Linked DNA regions of Bombyx mori: region 1 is linked to region 2. The links are chromatin contacts, called in public Hi-C maps. All regions are on one chromosome and are shown on one strand. Each heading gives the region's core, a stretch centred on a gene start, on an enhancer-like site or on the middle of the called end of the contact. The rest is flanking DNA. Distances are from core to core; before and after follow the strand shown. Region 1 holds the start of LOC101741353 (UDP-glucose 4-epimerase). Region 2 holds the start of LOC101741337 (ubiquitin carboxyl-terminal hydrolase 20).

Region 1 (2,700 bases), core at 195-2,694, 270 kb before region 2:
TTTAGATTATTCAAATGTTTTATAGTAATAAGGTGTTGCAAAATATGATATGATGAGATGATATTATATGATAGTTTATGCTTAATCCTACTTATAGTATTTGAAACATAAACAGATCTAATTTACCCTGGCTAAGCAGTGCAATTGTGGTAATTTGCTGGGTCTAGAATATTTCATGAGTTTCATTTGCTATTTAAGTGTATTTTTATTTATCTGTGTGTAAGGCTAAGCAGCACGAACACATATTTTGGCAAGTTAATACTTTATAAGGCCCCGGCTAGCAGACATTCTTTGAATTTACCTAAGACTACGGCACATGAATCAATTGATAATATAAAATGTTTAATAAAAAATTAATGGATGCAAATTTTTCATCCTATTGTTGGTATGTATTGGATGTTGCATCAGCAATCACCAGTTCAATAATGAGCCTCTAATTTCCTAGATAGCTTAAACATAACCTGGATAATTTAAATATGTATGAAACGGTTTTTATTTTTACAAGACAATACCCAGATGCTTCATCAATTTTTACAAGATGGTCTGATACTAAGTGTAGTAGAGTATTAGATACACTCAAACTGCTATAGAGACCGATCTTTGTGCCTTTAAGGCATGGAATCAACAACAACACTGGACCGGAAGCAAGTCTAATTTTACCATCATAACACTAGACCTCTTCATACAGCACAAGGCCGCATATAAAATTCAAATTTGAAAACCCTTATCAGAAATAATAAGTTCAAGCTTCTATAATCTACAACTCTCAGCAAATGCAGTTATATTAAAATCTCATAATTATTATAATCAAATGATAAAATTAATTTCTTTTGACTGGCTAGCTAGCTGATCATTTGAAGACGACCCATAACCTTACTAAATTTATATAGTAGCAGCAGCAGAATTGTTGTATAGAACCAAAACCAAACCAACCAAAAAAATCAAATTGCAATTACTGCAAAACTAAATATTTGAAACGAGTTAATGGCGGTATGTCGGCGTTTTTAATAGCCAGTTCGTATTCTACTTGCATAGACTATTCAAACAAATTAAACAGAAAACGATTGTATAGCTTGTTAGTTACATTTTTCAATAAAACTATTATTAATTTAAAACTTACACGTACCTTTGCATGTTGGATTTCAATCTTCATTCATTAATAATCTACCGAAACATAATCTACTAAATACTAAAACGTGAAACTTTTGAATACTCTAATTTCAAGGTTTGTTTATTTTATATGTATAAGTAATTTGATTCAATAGGTACTCTGCGTCTTAAGTTGTAACCGTACTGTATTAAAATTATTCTCACAACATCAACTATCGTTGGAAGCATGCTGTGTGTATGAAAGCTAATAACATAGTAAAATTAATCCTGTCCTGTTTACAAACTCTAATTTGAAATTTGAATTTGTTCTTTGCAGTTTGCAATGTTAAAAATAGTTTGACACTTGACAACCAGCTGCCAGCTTATGTTTTTCTCTATTTTTTTAATTATTAACGTGCATGGGTTCAAGTCTTTAAGGCCACGATGACTTCTAAATTGTCATTGGAACGGAATGAATTTATGTAGAATTCAGTATGGAATTAAATGAAATTAATTAAATGCGGTGAGATAAGATGTGAGGTTTGAGGTGAAATGAAATATCTTTGTAAAATGGTGGCAATTTATTATGAGTTCAATTCACGTCCATTTTAGCGCTCAGGAAAATGCCAAAAGATTAATTTTACACAGATGGTACGTATGGTTTGTTCGTTGAAATAGGCAAAGGGACCATACGCCCACACTTTACTTTTCCAATTATGCTGAAACTGTCTTTAAAAAACTTATTTGCTAACTTGACAGGAACAACACCTGGAAAATTTTTGTTTTACTCTTTTGATTTCAAACTGAGTTAGGATTCTTTCAAAACAATATGTGCCATGATATGGATATTAAATTAAAAACCAAAATGTATAAAATAAATGTGAAACAAATTATGAACGCAAAAAAAAACCATATGTGCAGTGCACACGAATATAACAGTAATGAAATACGGAGAAGTTATTGATTACAAAATCACTCATTTCAATTTGGATGTCACTCAAAAATATGCATGTAACTATGTATGTCACTATGTATGTCACTTTGTATGTCACTATGTACTATGTATGTAAAAATAAACTTTTTCTTCAGTTCCGAGAAAATTTTTGAGAAAAACTGATAGTGATATATCTTTTTTATTAATAGTGACATATTTTTAAATAGCTTGAAGTTAGATTGATTGATCCATTTATACTATTATTACGTATATAGCTTTAAACGCGTCAAAGCAGAAACCAAAGCTCCGGGAAATTAATGCAAGTTTGATGGCTCTTTCAGAAAATTAATGGCAACACTGGTAGTCTATCTCTTTCCCTCCCGTAAAGTTGTCAAGGTAGCCGTCTTACTAACTTTTTTCCAAAATTTAATGTTTTTTCAGCGTAAAATTGCTAAATATTGTATTAAACCGATTTAATAGTGGTCTAGAAACGTAATTGCAATATTTGTTACATTGGAACGGTAAAGATTAGTCAGATATTTTGTGGTGTTAAAAAGCCTATGTTGGTGCTCAACGTTGTTTTGATTTTTGAAAGTGAAAGAAAGTTTTTTCCTCTGAGTTCAATAGAGTGATACCCTAATTGTGGTTAAAACGAACCTTCCGAGGTGCTAAAAAGT
Region 2 (2,700 bases), core at 167-2,666:
GGGTTTTTGTGTAACTACTTCTATTTCTTCCTATTATGTAGGAGGAGCATTGGCTATTGTTTTTCAGATTAGTTGATGCTGTATGGAAATTGTTAATAAAAGAAGAATTACCCTTAGTCATTTTTTTTTTATTGTTGATCAGTTGAATTATGATCAAAAGATAAAGAGGATAAGATAAAACACTAAAGTAACTAAAAGAAGGAGACTCTTAATAGTTGATGATGTTCCCAGCATAAAATCTACAGGAATGAGAGATAAACATAGCAAAATGTTTCTATTATGGATAAACTTATCTTTGTATTTTTGATATTAGGATTTAGTGTTTCTATTGTTTTTCGTTATATGGGAAAAATACTAGCAAAGTACATATTGAATATTTTAATTATATATAAATTCTTTGTCAAAAAAGATTTAAATCACTTTTTAAATAGAAAACTTGGAAATAATCTTTATTAGTACTTAACGTTTCTTAAGAAATGTAATATGAATTTACAATTTATATTGAACATTGTGACAATAACAGCACGAATCATTTTCTATGGAGATCCTAATCTGAATTCAAAAAATCACTGTCTCCATTAGCACTCTTTTGTCTACAAGTCTACAACAGTCATCAAAATCTTTAACTCAATTCTATTGTCTAAAATTTATCTGATAACTCATTGACTAAGTAAATCTTTACTATTTTGTAATTTAAGAATTTATACAAACATATACTCATTTTATATGTTATTATGAATTATTCCTATCCAAATTACTGGTAGTAAAATATTTATGATACTTAATTTTGAGCTTATTTGAAATATATTTAAATAGTTTTGTATAATTCCTTAGGTAGCTACAAGTAAATTCATAATAATATTGTGTGCACAGAAGCCCTAAAGTCTAAATTCAATAACGACAAATTATCCTCGGACATTCGTGAGTTTGTAAACACGCAACAATTGAGAATTATTTGTTACACAACCACACATAACTTGGTGGAGTAAGTATGTAGGCATTTTAATTGTCTATTTGAGTAATCGTATTTTGAGGTTAAGGATAAATGTTAGGACTCACCTCTTTTGACTGCCATAATTCTTTCCCGAGTACGTGGACCAGTTTGTTTAAATGTTCGCATGTCATTCCTTTTTCCATTTTGAATAAAAAATACAAACACACGTAAATAAAAAGATTGACTCTTCACAATAGCCTTGTAAATAAAGAGAATTTTATGCGAAGGCAGAAATTGATGCTATGTTTAGTTTTCCATAGGAATAAATAGGAAAAAATAAACTTAGTCTTACAGGAAACATTTTTATGGAATGGAATTAATTGAATTAGATTACAGAAATTTTACAATAATCGTATCGTTGATCGTTTGCTGACAAGCATAGATTATTCCACAGACTACTATGAAATCACAGCATATATATATTATTGCTTACGCATGATTATTCACAACAAATGTGAACATTTGCATAGATATAGAAACAAAGTTCAAAAAGAAACAAAGTTCGAGATAATTAATTGTCTTCTTGAATGACCAAACCGGGATCCGGGAACGAGTCGGATCCCAAGCTGTTTGCATATAAAGGAGTTATAGCCGAAAAATACAAATTGCGAAAATAAAATGTGCATTAAAACTCCGGCTTACTGTGGATCACTGCTTCCATCTCTGGGCTGGGGCTCTCAAATACCAGCCATTTCCATTTGACTTCATATTCCATACCGAAGTGGTTTCTTCCTATTGTCGATAATCCCATTCTCACGGATTATCTGGAACTTGGTCAACCTGGTCAACGCAAGGAATTAGATTCTCTGTGTTTTGAACCGTACCGAAGTATTCTTATTATATCGTGTAGGTGGCATAAAAGGTAGTCTGTTTTCTATTCCAGGGTTCAAACAATTTCCATACCGGATTTTATCCAAATCGGGTCAGCGGTTTCAGCATGAAAACGTAAGACACAGACAAAGTTACTTTCATATTAATAATGCTTATAAGCTCTAACATCTCGCAATACGAAGTAATTTCCAAAAAATCATTGATTTAAGTGAAACAAAGCCCAAATTGTGCTTCAAATTAATCTGTTTCAGAAAGTAGCGCTAAAAAGGTAAATAAACAAATGGTGGCTTTTGTTTTATTACCGTCTGCCTTACCTTACCTTACCTGCTTTACACTTCTTTATAAAAGATCTCATCTCGCTATACGAGCTAGATTTTTATGTGTACAATGAGCGACTCAAGTAAAGAATAATAAGGTTTTTACGAAGATAATCTCCAGTATACTCTAAAGAATAAGTTTATTAACAATGTTAGCTGTCTGTCTAGATAATTTAAACGAAATGGACTGTTTGGCGACAACACGAGGAGCTAAGTTGTGTAAGTTGTTTTATATTGTTAAATTAGTATTTCTTCAGGCTTCAATGTGTAATAGCATTGGTTTATTAACTGTTTAGCATCTGTGAAAGTGCGCAAATGTGGGAAAATGCCAAAGGGCGTAATCATTGGATTCTTTCAAAAAGTCTTGAAAAATTCTCAGCATGTAACCACAATATACTGAGACTTAATTTCTCATATCATTCAATTTAATTTTATCTCAATTATGAATGTCTCAAAATAATTAGCTTCTGGGCTCGTTTTATATTAAAACAGTACATAATATAAAGTAATTATAAAACACTGCTCAAAGGACTCGTTATTAGATCAAACAAATAAAAA

Evidence for each region. Hi-C and Micro-C count contacts between places; a contact is called where the count stands out from the background.
Region 1: a contact with region 2 is called in a Hi-C map of middle silk gland, with 1.7 times the contacts expected there. The contact joins the promoter of LOC101741353 here to the promoter of LOC101741337 in region 2. A contact is called at or near these places in 3 of 7 Hi-C or Micro-C datasets (middle silk gland, posterior silk gland and whole pupa).

What each region holds. Positions count from the first base shown.
Region 1 is chr20:5,645,853-5,648,552 of ASM3026992v2, reverse strand. It overlaps LOC101741353 (UDP-glucose 4-epimerase), which reads right to left and starts at 1,444. Exons shown (of 7, transcript XM_038018242.2): 1 at 1,127-1,444. The coding sequence starts at 1,134. RpS7 (ribosomal protein S7) reads left to right here and starts at 2,396. Exons shown (of 5, transcript NM_001043796.1): 1 at 2,396-2,419.
Region 2 is chr20:5,371,865-5,374,564 of ASM3026992v2, reverse strand. LOC101741337 (ubiquitin carboxyl-terminal hydrolase 20) reads right to left here and starts at 1,416. Exons shown (of 22, transcript XM_062674324.1): 1 at 1,060-1,416. The coding sequence starts at 1,137. The region is part of intron 1 of LOC134200745 (a long non-coding RNA gene); the gene reads right to left.